Regions from separate parts of the Sus scrofa genome. Here all the other regions are linked to region 1. A link is a contact called in public Hi-C and promoter capture Hi-C data. All regions are on one chromosome and are shown on one strand. Each heading gives the region's core, a stretch centred on a gene start, on an enhancer-like site or on the middle of the called end of the contact. The rest is flanking DNA. Distances are from core to core; before and after follow the strand shown. Region 1 holds the start of MAN2A2 (alpha-mannosidase 2x). Region 2 holds the start of ZNF592 (zinc finger protein 592). Region 3 holds the start of ZNF774 (zinc finger protein 774).

Region 1 (4,789 bases), core at 765-3,264:
CAGGGATTAGAAATCAGGCAGGACTCACCCGGGGGAAGTTGCCACCATTCTGGTGTCGGGTGGGATCATGCTGCACTCGGTCCAGCATGAGGTAGAGTGAGAAGACCGCCACACAGAAGATCGCAGCCCCACACACTGTCACCTGCTTTTTCAGCTTCATACTGGCCTCCACACAAACCTGGCCAGAGGGACACCAGAGGGAGCTCCGGCAGGCAAAATGCCCCTAGTGCTCTTCCCACCAAAATGCCCCACTGAGTTCCTCCAAAGGGCTGCTCCCAAGGAACACCTATTTTGTCTGACTCCAGAGAAAATGAAGCTTCTAAGCACCAAATCCCAGCAATGGCTATGGAGCCTGACCCAACCTGGACTGTCTTCTCTTGGCTGAGACAAAGAAAGTACTAGCAAGAGGCACATCTGAGACTGGTCCTGCCTAGTCCTGGAGGCACTCTGTCCCTAGGGTGAAGATGATGCTCTCTCCCAGGTGGATGCTATTAAAAAAAAAAAACAAACAAAAAAAAAACACGACCAGATAACAAACTTCCCAGCTGTGGCTGTTGAGTTAGCCATACAATGTCCTGATTATCACCAGCTGCCCACAGGGCTTGCCTACAAGAAAGACACAATCACTTAAAGGAGGAGGGTGTCCAGGCTCCCTGCCCATATGCTTCTATTTTCAAAGGAATACACTGGTATCTGTTTTGATTTAAAGGATACAGCCAGGAGTTCCCGTTGTGGCTCAGCATTAACAAACCCGACTAGTATCCATGAGGATGCGGATTCAATCTGGGGCCTCATTCAGTGGGTTAAGGATCCAGCACTGCTGTGAGCTGTGGTGTAGGCTGACAACACAGCTCCAACTGGACCCTAGCCTGGGAACTTCCCTATGTCACAGGTGGGCCCTCCTCCAAAAAAAAAAAAAAAAAAAGAAGAAGAAGAAAAAAAGAAAAATAGGGAAAAAAGAGGATTTAAAAAAAAAAGATACAGCCAAAGCCCCCGGAGACTAACAAGAAAGTTCTTCTCCCTACCCTCTTGAATCGGACTGGTACTCACCAGAAACAGTGCCTGGCACAGCTCCTCTCTCATTCAGAAACATGGAATGAATTTAAAAAGAAGCCACAGCTGACGTTTCTAACACGAAGAGCCCTACGGCTTCTGCCTGATAGTTCTAATTCCTTCAGTGGGTAACTTTCGGCCACTGCTTATAAAGCATTTACAGGACCCCCTGAGAAGCCAGCAGTGATTGATGGGTAGCGAGAAGCTAGGCGCGGCTGCTCGGTGTGGGGCAACTTCAGAGAACCACTGCGGCCCCGCACTTGCCTGCTGGGCTGAGCGAGACCGCTAGCCGCCGAGCGTAGGTGGGAGCCGCTGCTCAGGAGTCTTCCTCCAGCCCCGGGGCCGAAGAGCTCGGTCGCCTCTGCAGCCTTGTGCCCTACTTAGCACGATCTGATTCCGCTCAGGAGCCTCGGGGCAATATTTTTAGCCCTCGGAGGCTGGGTTCAGGCCAAAGTAGGTGGAGCTGGGGAGAGAGAGTTGGATCCCAAGGGGGTCCCGGCACCTGCCGCCGGGTCTCCGGGCGCTCGCCTGCTGGCCGGCCCAGCCCCCTCCCGGCCCTCCTGGGCTGCGGCCCTCCCTGGCTCTGCCGGCTCTGGGACCTCAACGACAACTGCCCGATGCGGGATCTCCGGCCGCCTCTGACCCCGAAGCGCTGCCCGCGCTCCTGCTGCCCAAGCCTGGACACGGCCGGGGCAGCCAGAGCCCTCCCCGCGCCCGCCCAGCGCGTTACCGTCTGCGTCCGCTCTCCGCTCCACTCCAGGCCCCGCCGGCGGAGCTGCGGCCCTCACATCCCGGGGGACAACGGCCCGGGGGAAAGACAGCGATGCAGGCGAAGGCGGGCGTCCGCCCACCCGTCGCTCCCGCTGGGGCCAGGGCCACCGGCGCGCTCCGCTGCGCCCACCCGGCGCGGGTCCCCGGCCTCTCGCGGCCGCCGGGCCGAACGGCATGCGGGGCGGGGACAGGCTCGCCCGCCCCCGCGCCGCCTCGGCCCCGCCTGCTCGCCCAGGCACCGCCGCTGTCTGCGGTGCGCCCCTGCCGAGCCGGGCGAGCTGGGCCCCGGCTACTGCCCTCGCTCGGCTCCCGCTGGCCGGCCGGGCGCTTCCGGTGCGGTCAGGACCGGGGGCCCCCTGGCGCGGGCGGCCGGGCCGCAGTGCGCAGCCGCAGTCGCGACCCCGGTCTTGGCGCGCTGCCTAGCCGCCTGGAGCGGAGCGCAACTTGATGTTTTTTGAATCTTGCTAGAGTAAGCGCCTTGTTATCTACCAGCAGTAGAAACATTCCTCCTTCATTTCACCAGCCAAACGATGGAGCACATTTTCCGGCCCCCTCCCCCCCTCTGGGGTAGGTATCCTTAATTCGATACAGTTACGCTTCTCAGGCAAGGGGGCGCTGCCTTCTCTTGGTACCGTGCGTTCATCACGATCCCTTGCCGTGCTTGCCACCGGTGAATAAGATCTATACTTTCCTTTTTTAATTTAAAAAATTTTTATTTATTATTATTATTATTATTTTAGGGTCGCACCCGCGGCATATGGAGGTTCCCAGGTTAGGAGTCCAATCGGAACTACAGCTGCCAGCCTGTGTCACAGCCACAGCAACGCCAGATCCGAGCAGTATCTGCGACCTACACCACAGCTCTTGGCAATGCCGGATCCTTAACCCACTGAGCAAGGCCAGGGATTGAACCCCAAACCTCATGGTTCCTAGTCGGATTTGTTTCTGCGGCGCCATGCCGGAAACTCCAGATCTATGCTTTTCTTACTTGTTCTTTGACTGGGCATCTGGGTTGTTTATAATCGTGCAGCATAATAAATCACACATAATAAAACATCTCCATGAATTCCACATTTGTCTTCTAAAATGATTGTCTTAGGACAAATTTGCCGCAGTGAGGTTACCTGGGCACAAGATTAGGATTTAGCGCATTCTGTTGCGCCCCAAAAGGACTGTGCCAGTTTCTACCAGCCCTCCACAAACTGTTGAAAATTCCTTAAATGACTTTTTGGTTGATTAACCACACTTAACAAAACCATCTTATTAGTTTGACTCCCATTTTGTTTATCACCATCAGAAACAGCTTTCTAGGTTTATTTGCTAACTAGAATGCCTGTTATTAAGGTGTGAGACCTGGACTGGTTTCATCATCCTCTGTATCCCTGTGTTTTGCCCAATGTTCTGGGAAATTTATCTTCTGATCCTTATACTGAATTTCTCATTTTGGCTATCGTAATCTTATTTTCAAGAGCTCTTATTAGTTTTCTGGTGGGTTTTTTTTTTTTTAATTGCGATACAACTTATATGGCACAAGTCTTAAGTGTATTTACTGCTTGAAGAGTTTTAATAAATGTGTATACAAGTATAACCACCATTCAGATCAAAGCATAGAACCTTTCCATTACTCCCCCAAAATTCCCCTCTATCAAGACGTCAAGCAGTCCCTAAGTGCAACATGGCAGCTAGCAGGACCCCAAGGATCACCATGCAGCTGCTCAGTGTGCCTGCTGCATTTCCATGAGACCTAGCCAGTAAGACAACAAGCCACACTGGAGCCAGACAGATACTACCCAGCTAACAAAAACAAGACCAGGAGTTCCTGTTGTGGTGCAGCAGAAACAAACCCAGCTAGCATTCATGAGGATGTGGGTTCAATCCCTGCCTGGTCTTGCTCAATGGGTTGGGGATCTGGCATTGCCGTGAGTTGTGGTGTAGGTCGCAGACGTGGATGGCTTGGATCCTGAGTTGCTGTGGCTGTGGTGTAGGCCGGCAGCTGTAGCTCCTGTTATTCAACCCTAGCCTGGAAACTTCCATATGCTGAGGGTGCAACCCTAAAGAAGCAAAAAAAAAAAAAAAAAAAAAAGAAAGAAAGAAAGAAAGAAAAGAAGAAGAAAAACCAAACAAACAAACAAAAAAAAACAAGATCAGCGTGGTGTCACCTTTCCCTATTCACAGGACAACAGTGACCCGAGGAAGCATGAGACAGGCCAGATGGTGGTGGGAAATCTCTCGTTGGCTGGGAGCCAAACTCAACTACAATCAGACAATTTTATGGCCTGCAGCTACACTCTAAGTGAGGTGAAGAGGGAGGGAATATGGCAGAAAGGCCTGCACTCAACTGAAACTATGAGGATAAGAAATGGCCTTGTGAGGAGTTCCCATTGTGGCTCAGTGGGTTACGAACCCAACTAGTATCCATAAGGATGCAGGTTTGATCTTTGGCATTGCTCAGGGGATTGAGGATCTGAAGTTGCCATGAGCTGTGGTGTAGGTCACAGACGTGGCTCAGATCTGGTGTGGCTGTGGTGTAGGCTGGCAGCTGCAGCTCTGATTCAGCCCCTAACCTGGAAACTTCCATATGCCGCAGGTGCAGCCCTGAAAAAAAAAGAAAGGAAAAAAGGAAAAGAAACAGCCTTGTGGCATCTCCCACAAAAGAGGGTAGCGCCTCATCAGGCTGCTTATCTCACCCTGTTCCAGGAAGAATCATATTATATTCTGCCAAGACTTAGGCTGGAGAGTTCCCATCATGGTGCAGTGGAAACAAATCCAACTAGGAACCATGAGGTTGTGGGTTCGATCCCTGGCCTCGCTCAGTGGGTTAAGGATCCAGTGTTGCCGTGAGCTGTGCTGTAGGTCACAGACGCGACTGGGATCTGACGTTGCTGTGGCTGTGGTGTAGGCTGAAAGCTGTAGCTCTGATCCGACCCCTAGCCTGGGAACCTCCATATGTCATGGGTGCAGCCCT
Region 2 (4,789 bases), core at 1,092-3,591, 700 kb after region 1:
TACAGATGAACTATAATTTAACAATCACATAACACTGGGCATTTTGCTTGTTTTCACAAGCATGGTGCTGTCTTTTGGGGAAATACAAATGGAGTGGTTTAAAAATCCAGAAAAGACAGGGAATTCCCATTGTTGCTCAGTGGTGAACAAATCCGACTAGGAACCATGAGGTTGCGGGTTTGATCCCCGGCCTTGCTAGGTAGTGTTAAGGATCCGGTGATGCCGTGAGCTGTGGTATACGTCACAGACACAGCTCACATCCCACGTTGCTGTAGCTGTGGTGTAGGCCAGCAACTACAGGTCCAATTAGATCCCTAGCCTGGGAACCTCCATGTGCCACTAGTGCGGCCCTAGAAAAGCCAAAAAAAAGGTAAAAAACCCCTAACAACTGGAGTTCCTGTTGTGGCTCAGTGGTTATCGAATCTGACTAGGAACCAGGAGGTTGCAGGTTTGATCCCTGGCCTCACTCAGTGGGTTAAGGATCTGGTGTTGCTGTGAGCTGTGGTGTAGGTTACAGACATGGCTTGGATCCTGGGTTGCTGTGGCTCTGGTGTAGGCCGGTGGCTACAGCTCCAATTCGACCCCTATCCTGGGAATCTCCATATGCCACCGGAGTGGCCTAAGAAATGTCAAAAAGACCAAAAAAAAAAAAATCCAGAAAAGACAACCTTAAGACCACTAGAACATTAAAAATATAAAATTAAATCTTAATAAAATAAATGGAGTGGTATCCAAGGTATAGTGACAAATTTCCTAAAAGGGCAATTGGGGCCAGTGATTATTTAGAGAACTCCAAGTTCCCCCATGAATCTTTGGAAATATTGGCAGAGATCTTGGGTTTCCCAGAGCCAACTACATGTAAGTTTTAAAGGGCAGTGACCCCAGCAGGATTATGGTTGACTTTGGGGGTCATCCAGGTCACTGAACCATGGGAACATGCCTGGCTGAGTATGCATACCTCCCCACCCTAAAATATTTATTTCTATCTTTGTGTATCCTTTAAACCTGGTTGGAAGAAGTGTGCCTCTTCTCAGATTTCTTAGCACCCCCCCATCTCGTTTTCCTTTTATGAGATCATGCACCATTAATTATTCTCTCTCATCTTTTTATTCTCCCCTATCAGCTCTTTTGAGTGCACCTCCTCAATTTAAAAGAAAAAAAAAATCACCTTTCTCCTCTGCTCCAACTACCCCTGGAGCTATACATAAGGCCTGCTTTTCTTCCCCTCTCCCTGCCAAACTTCGGGAAAGAACCACCACCCTTTTTACTGCCTTCAGCGCTTCACTACCACTTACTCCCTACTCAAGAGCTCAGCTCAGCTTAGAGTCTGGCCCACAGTCGGACCGGGCTGAAAGTTCCACCCCTCTTGAAGATTGGCCTGTCCTTCCCCGTTCTTCAGACGCACTTCTCCACGGTTGGCAGTGGGTGCTCACTGCCAGACACCAGGGCCTCATCTCTGGGTTCTCACACTATCACCTGGCTGTTGCCTTAATTCCGCCTGTCTCCAGGTACGCTGGGCTCTTGGAAGGTCCTGCTGGTCACCTTCTGGGCCATCTGCCCACCTCTCCGTTCTCACCTTGCACAGTCCTAGCTTCCCCTGTAACTCGGAGGTCTCGCCGTCTATACCCTGGGAGGCACCCGTTGCCAGGCCTTCAACTCTGTTCACCGCGGGTCTCACGGTTCCTCCAGAGGCTCCATTCCTCCGGGCCTTCGTGCAGGTCTCTAGATATAGCAATGACCCAACATTGAGGGCGCACCTAGTAAGCGCCAGGCCCATGCCCCCTCTGCTACCTTTCACATAGCTGCCTACTAGGCTCCACTAGTGCCAGATCTGAGGGAAGAGGACGCCGTCTCAGCTCCTGAGGCGCTCGCCCTCCGCTAGGGCGACACAGCCGCGTAGGCAGATCGTGGCCCTCTAGTGGGAGACCTCGGCCCCGACCTCGGCCCTGCCCGGGAGGCGCGTCAGAGGACGAGAGGCCCAAGTCGCGGAGAGCGGCCGCTGGGCCGGTACCGCTCCGGGTGCTCTGCTGGGCAGGAGAGGCAGGCGAGCCCGCGGGCCGGGCCCGGGTCCGCGAGGTTGGGGTTCTATTTCTTCCCCGTGCCTCCCCTGCCCCGCCCGCCGCCGTCGGGTCGGTGCCGCGCAGCCCGCCCGGGACGGGAGGCGGGAGGCCGAAGGCAAGAGGCGAGAGGCCGGGCCCAGACTGGGGCTGGGGCAGCCGCTCAGCCACACCGCCCTGGGCCGGGCGCCCAGGTCCGAGTCGCCTTCCGCCTCCCCCCACCCCCCCGCGGCCCCAGCCAGGTCCCGCCGCCAGGCCGGCTCCCGCCCCCGCTCCGCCCCCGGAGCCGCAGCCCCGCCCGCCACCGCCGTCGCCATGTTGTGGCTCCCGCAGCCGGCGCTGGGGACGCGCGCGGCCGAGCCCGGGGCCTGCAGCCGCCGCCGCCGCCAGGTAAGCGCCCCCCGCGGGCCGGGCCGGGCGGGGCTTGTGGGCCGGGGCCGCCGCCGAGGCCGCCCTAGCCTGAGCCGGGGCTGAGCGGAGCCGGGGCCGAGCCCGCGCCCGCGCCGAGGCCCGGCCCTGCAGCCAGGCGGACCCTGCTCGCCGCCCGAGGCGGCAGCCACTTCCCCCGACCGCCGCCTGGCGGGCCCCGGCCGCCACCCCACCCCGCCCCCGGCCGACGGGCCGCCTGCCCCTTCCGCCGCCCCGACCCGCCGCTACCCGGCTGGGCGGGCATGCTGCTGTCCTCCTGGCGCGGGACGGGCGGCCGCCCTCGGCGTCGGCCCACGGCCCCCTGCCCGGGCACGGATAACGGTGCCACTTTCCCCCGCTGGGGCGTCCTGTCAGTCGGACCGTCTGGGCCGCCCGAAGAGCTGTCGCCGTCCCGGAGTAGACACTTGGGGGATCGACCTTTTTTGGCGCCCCTCCGTTCCCCTTCGCCCCCCCCCGCCCAAGTTCTGACCCCGGGGGAGGTTTCATCGGGAGCAGACAGGTATTCCTGCCCCGGAGTTGGGGGCCCAGGGAGTGACCAGGCCTGTTGATCAGGGTGGAGGTTGTCTCTGCAGGGGCTTTTCCTGCCAACCTGAGGGGGAGGCTCAATGTGACCCGAGGGAGGACGGGGAGCGTCTGCTGGACAGATGGCCTCCTGGCCTTGGATCAGCGCGTGTGAGGGGGAGGGGTCTGTACGACCTGAGGTGTGCCTGCTTCTGAGAACCCCAGGATTATCAGAACTGCTCAGGGATTTTTAACTTTTTTTTTTTTTTTTCTTCTCCATTTTTTCTTTTGCGTAGGCCAGAGATGGCATTAAAAAGCCTGGATTGGAGTAAATTCACAGACCCACCCAGGGCAGTATGTCTAACACCCAGGACTAGTCTAGAATAGAACTGGAGGAGGGGACTTGGGGGTAAGATGGTATTTGGCTTAGGGTTGGCCCACTTGCCTTCAGCTCTGTGTTCCTGGAAGGGCTGTCTGGTGCATCTGTTGGTGTGTAGAGTGTGGCTAAGGATACAGGATGTGGACATGCCTGGCCTGGTGGGTACTTGGTAGGATTTCAGGGATCTGTTTCCTCAAACTCATAGGTACACTACACAGTGAAAGAGAGCAGGAAGCAAGGTGCTAGCACACACATTTTGATCATTTTCCAATGTTTCCACTGGTCGTGGCTTTGATTCATTCAGCAAAATTTTACTGAGCACTTATTATGTGCCAGGCACTGGACTAGGTTTTGGGAGTACAGCGGTAAACCAAAAAGACATGTTTTAGCTTAATTGAGCTCATTGACTTGTGGGAAGGCCCAATAATAAGCAAATCATCTTGAAATTTCATTCAACAACAAATATTTGTCAACTAGTATGTGCCAGGCATTGTTTTAGATACTGTGAAGAAAGCAAGCAAAAATAACTGCCCTTGTGGAAGTTTCATCCTGGAGGCTTGGGGTGGGGGGAGACAATAAAATTAAATATGTAATAAAAATATAGTCTGTTAATAAGTGCTAAGGAGAAAAATAAAATAAGAAAGGAGGCTATGAGTTGTTGGGTGAGGACTGAATTTATATTCGAGTGGCCTGGAAAGACCTCCTAAGAAAGTCTTTTGAATAAAACTTTGAAGGTAGTAGTGAACTAATCATTTCAAACTGTGATGAGTACAAGGAAAGAAATGTGAAGAGTGGTAAGAGACGTCGCCCTTTATTTGGGTTGGGGGCTCAGGGAAGACTTCCCTTGAGGAAGTGACATTTATGCTGAGACTTGAAGGAGGGTTAAGAGTTAACCATGTGTGGAGCAGCACAGAGCTCGGCAAGTTGGAGGAAGTGAAAGAGGCCTGTGTGGCTGTAGGGGGGAAAGGGAGAAAGAGGAGATAAGTCTATGGAGAGGTGTGTCAGATCACTGGGGCCTTGGGGACAGAATGCCTTCCCTCCTTAATTTGGATTGTATTCCCAGTGTAATTAGGAACCTTTGAAGGGGTTTAAGTGAGTGACATGACGTTATTTACATTTTCGAGGACTCTGGTGTGGACCAAGATAAGCAGGTATGGTAAGGCTTTCTGTGTTGAATGGCCTAACTACTTGATCTGCCTGAAAAAGCCTCAAGCAGTCTGGGGAGGATCCTTTTCCTCAGACGATTTTGCCCAGCTTTTAGGAAGGGAAAGGAAAATGAATTAACATTTCTGGACTGCCATTAGGTGAAAGAATCAATTTTAGAAGACTTTTGCAGGCATTATCATATTTAACCTAATCCTCTCTGCTACTAGAAAAGAGTTGTCTTGCCCCCTTTACTTATGTATACAAGTTCAGAGGAGCT
Region 3 (4,789 bases), core at 1,067-3,566, 510 kb after region 1:
AAAAACCTATGAGGAGAGCTCCCCCCTTTCCACAAAGACCTGGATTGGACTCTCATCTCTGCCACTTATGAGTCTCAGGGTCCTAAGCTGGAAAAGGAGGATGAAAACATATATATCAAAGGGGGAATGGCAAAATATCAATAAAACAATAAATATCAAAGAGATCTGCAAATTACTAAGTGCCATAAAAATGGAAGTCATTCCTTTTCTGCCAGGGAGGCAACAATTACTCTTACAGAGATCTGGAACTCTAAGAGACCAGCATCCCTAGAGACCACTCAGATCTGGGCCTGCTCAAGATATCTAAGTCTAAAGGAGAGTAGTATTCTTACCCATTGAGAGCCCATTCTTCTAACTGTGCAGGGTAGTATCCCCGAAGAGGACTCTCTAAGCAGTGGCCAGGTAACCCACTCTTCCCTGAAGTTCCCAGCCACATCACTGAGCGTCATCAGTTCCTAAAGCAAGAGACCTCAGTATGTATCAGTAGCTCTTTAGATATTCTCACCACTGTCTCAAAATCATAAGACAGACACTACAGCCATGCAACATATCCAACCAACCCCCCTCCCCAGGCCAGAATAGCTCTGTGTGCTGTCAACCACAGAAGTGTTGCTTTTCTTTCTCTGTTTTTACATCATCTTTCCCTTAACCAACTTGCTCATCGCCAAGTGAAGCCTGAGCCTCCCAAACACATCTATGGAAACTTCAGTCTTTGGAGACATTAATTTTTTGAGGAATAAATTGTCCATGATGGACAAGATAAACAGAGGAGAGAATGTGCAGGTATAACTTGATTTCTGGAAAGTTTTGAACTCTCTCCAACTACATTTTCCTCGTCTAAGTAGGAAACTGCGGTTTTAATTATACTTATATCAGTTAGAATAGCTGACTTTTCGTGGCTTGTAGATTTGATGTCAACCTCAGGGAACAGACTATGCAGAAGCTCAAAGGGAATTGCCCTAGGTACCACTCTATTTCAAGGTTTAATGCAGTCAGAAATGGAACTTAAAAGGACATGTATTTAAAATGAAAAAAACAATATGGACAAGCTGTAAAATTAAGTGAAATTCAATGAGGATAAGGACAAAACAAAATACTTGGGGGCTAAAAACAACCATTAACACACTAATAAAATGATCATAAGTATTATGAAAAAATTATTTGGGGGGAGATGGTCAGGTTACTGGACAAATCAGTAATTTATTGAGTAGCTAATATGTTGTAAGATTAGGGGTGACAAAGACATGTGATAATACTTGTTTGTTTTCCCACTTAAAAAAGAGTTTCCAATAGAAACAAATACAAGTCATCCAGCTGAACCTGCTACAAAGAATTCTGCATTTCAGTGGAGGATGGACCAGAATGGTATGAAGAAGTTTCACATCTTTGTCTCACCAAAGAACCTGGCTACTACTCGGGTACACACAAAACCACTTTTCATGGAAACATTTATGCATTTATTATTGGTCACTTATCAAGTACTGGATTTTTAACAACCTAAAAACCTTAGGTAATACCTTTCATCTCTCTGGCTTAAAACCTTAACAAATTAAAATAAAGTCATTAGGAAGTGAAAACTGTTATGAGTTTTGAAATTTTATTTCTATATCCATTATAAAACCCAACAGAAGGGCCCACCTGCAGGAGACAGCAGGATTGAGCGGGTGAGAGTTCTTAGCCAGAGCTAGAGAAACCCGATTTCCCACCCAGTCTCTTGCCCCTGCCCCCTTTTGAGAGTGACCTCAAGGACCTAGAGCTCGGAGGTGCGGTGACTAAGTGCCATTGTGAGAAGCACCAGTTTGTTCACTGGGTTTATTAATAGGAACATGACCACATGGGTAGGGCTGACACCCATTCTCCTCCCTCCGTGCTGCAGGCCCCAATCTGGGTGCAGCGGTCAGAGGGTCGCAAAACTAAGCTGAAACCAGGGGACCAGCCACAAGGAGCAAAAAATTAAGAGTATGAGCTCTCCAGATGCAGGCGGAGAAAACCGCGGCTACCTCTCCCCAGTCCTCAGCAAGACCCGCGGGCTCCGAAAGGCAACCGGGGGGATCCCGCAGGGGCGTTGGCGGGGCGGCGGGCAAGCCCTATCCACGTCCCTCAGCATCGCACGAGCGGCAGCCGCAGTGATCTCCTTCCCCGGCTCACTCACCACCCAGAGACCCAGCCGAGGATGGAGCACGAAGGGAGGGTCCTCCACCGCCAAGCCAAACTGGTCAGCAACGCCGTGGCGGTGCCGCCCAGAACCCGACCGGGACTCGTGACAGGGCTGTGGGGACACAGGTGGGACTCTGGGCTGGACAGCCAGCAGCCGGAAAACACCGCCCCTGTCCTTTTTCCATTGGCTTCTCGGTTTCTGGGACGAGAGGTATTCCTCGTCCATAGGCTGTTAGAGCTGTCAATCACAGCTGAGTCTTTTGGGAGACGTAGTCCCAAAGAACTGCGAGTACCGGGACGCCCAATTCCCTGCGGTGACAAGTGTTAACACCCAGTTCCCGAGCTGCCCGGCCGCTGGAACCGCCTCTTCAGAGCTAAGAAGGGGATCCAAAGACCGTACATCCAGAGAGGGATCTGAGATTCGAACCTCCGGGCCTCACCTGACTATCGCAGAGCAGCCTTGTACCAATTTCTGCATCGCCCGCGCTCTGGCACCTAGACCTTCCAGAGCGCGGAGCAGCTCGTCGATTCGGCCTTGCTGTGCAGCCTCCTCCGCCGGGTCCCTCTCTCCCCCTACCCCGCGGCGGCCATGGCCTGAATGGTGTCTGCCTCTTTACAAGTTCCAGGCCAACTCGGACTGGGCATAACAAACCCCATCAGGAACCGTTAGTGGAAAACAGACCATCAGCTTCCTTCTCTTAGCACAGTTGCCAGGCATATCCCCTTTCCATTGGTCAGTACACCTGTTAATGGCCAGAGGAGGCCAGCGAGAGTGTCAAGTATTCTAGGAAATGTGGTATTAGGTTCCAAACTGTGGAGACTCCTGGATCTCACCTGAGAGCCCGTATTCACTTTGAGGGGGTGGGGGATGTCTAGCCAATAATGGAAGACTTTCCTTACCATCAAAAAAATATGCCTGTCTACTCTGTTGATTTACTGCAATTTAAAAAAGGAAAGTATATTTTGTGATGGACTGTAAAAAGCTTAGAATTACCAGCCAATGGGCTAATGCGGAAGACTCTGATGCTAATTCAACCATTTCTTCAACAAACATGTATGGTGCATCTTCTAACGAATTTTCATCAGTAATGTTCTGTACTCAAGACTGTTCTGGCACTGTGGTTACCCACATGAATTCCACATGATTCTTGCTTTCATGACGTTCACAGTCCAACAGAGGAGATAATCTACAAAAGACTAAAATACGAAGTAATATTTTGTCTTTTCTCCTTTTGCTCATATAACCAGGGGCATCTTGGTTAGCATTTACTACATAATTTAGACATCTGCAAGATAACCACAACAGCAGTTTGGGGAATTCTGTCTCCTATAGACTAATATCTGGTTTTGCTTAGCAGGAAGAGCAAGGAACATCCAGAAAAGCTTGAGGTTTCCAGGCCTCATGTGACCAGAACATAGTTTAGCAGGCCCTAGGGAGTCAAAGGCATCTCAAGTCCTCTTAGGAGTCTTTCCGGTGTTCTGCCATGGGTGGGAGTTCTGTAGCTCTTCAACCAATAAGCAGGAAGAGTGGAGGGAGGATGAATGAAGAATCACAGAATTTGGCTGACAGTTATCTCCTGCCGCCCCTCCCCACCCCCACACCGCTTGTTTCTTTTGCCCTGGCCTTTTTTTTTTTTAAGCAAAGTTGATTTATGATGTGTCAATTTCTGCTGTACAACAAAGTGATTCAGTTATACATACATATATTCTTTTTCATATTCTTTTCCATTATGGTTTATCTCAGGATATTGAATATAGTTCCCTGTGCTATATAGTTGGACCTCATTGCTTATGCATTCTAAATATAATAGTTTGCATCTACTATCCATCCCACTTCCTTTCCTCTCCCCCTTGGAAGCCACAGGTCTGTTCTCCATATCTGTGAGTCTGTTTCTGGTTTGTAGATAAGTTCATTTGTGTCCTATTTTAGATTTCTCATATAAGTGATATCATATGTATATGTCTTTCTCTTTCTGACTTACTTCACTTAATATGAGAGTCTCTAGTTGTATCCAAGTTGCTGTAAATGGCATTGATTCTAATTTGTTCTTTTTTATGGCTGAGTAGTATTCCATTGTATATATGTACCACATCTTTATCTATTCATTTGTTGATGAACATTTAGGTTGTTCCCGTGTCTGCCCCAGTCTTTTATTCACCATCATCAGGTGTGTGGAGAGAAGGTGGGTATTGGGAGCAGAGAAGCTTGGCCTCTGCAGGAGAAGTCAGTAGAGGAAATAAGACCATGTACCTTAGGTGGCCACGTGGAGAGAGGACCATGACCTGTTGGAATTTGGGTGCTTGAGAGTTTGGCAGAGAGGAAAAAGTGGAGAACGGGAGAGAAATTGTGTAAGGACTTCATGGGTAATGAAAAGAGAGAAAGATTTTCGGCAGGTGCTGTAATGGAAATTTTTAGGAGAGGGAGTATATTGGTTAACTACTGCTACTTAACAAATTATCCTCAAACCTAGTAGTTTAAAACAGCAAACATTATTATCTCACAGTTCCTGTGAGTTAGGAATGTAGAACAACCTTAGTGGAGTGTCTCTAATTGAAGGTCTCTCCTTCAGTCTAGATCTTGTTTGAGGTTGCAATTATCTGAAGGCTCGCCTGGAGCTGGATCTGCTTCCAA

The links. Promoter capture Hi-C pulls out the DNA fragments that hold promoters and counts their contacts. Hi-C and Micro-C count contacts between places; a contact is called where the count stands out from the background.
Region 2: a contact with region 1 is called in a promoter capture Hi-C map of fetal liver, with 3 times the contacts expected there. The contact joins the promoter of ZNF592 here to the promoter of MAN2A2 in region 1. A contact is called at or near these places in 1 of 5 promoter capture datasets (fetal liver) and 1 of 2 datasets of contacts at active chromatin or transcription factors (alveolar macrophages).
Region 3: a contact with region 1 is called in a Hi-C map of skeletal muscle, with 6 times the contacts expected there. The contact joins the promoter of ZNF774 here to the promoter of MAN2A2 in region 1. A contact is called at or near these places in 1 of 47 Hi-C or Micro-C datasets (skeletal muscle) and 2 of 2 datasets of contacts at active chromatin or transcription factors (alveolar macrophages and skeletal muscle).

Annotation. Positions count from the first base shown.
Region 1 is chr7:53,496,142-53,500,930 of Sscrofa11.1, reverse strand. It overlaps MAN2A2 (alpha-mannosidase 2x), which reads right to left and starts at 2,014. Exons shown (of 24, transcript XM_001929378.5): 1 at 1,784-2,014; 2 at 1,051-1,516; 3 at 29-178. The coding sequence starts at 1,083.
Region 2 is chr7:52,791,502-52,796,290 of Sscrofa11.1, reverse strand. It overlaps ZNF592 (zinc finger protein 592), which reads left to right and starts at 2,341. Exons shown (of 11, transcript XM_021098901.1): 1 at 2,341-2,447.
Region 3 is chr7:52,983,196-52,987,984 of Sscrofa11.1, reverse strand. It overlaps ZNF774 (zinc finger protein 774), which reads right to left and starts at 2,316. Exons shown (of 4, transcript XM_021098908.1): 1 at 2,153-2,316; 2 at 333-455. The coding sequence starts at 436.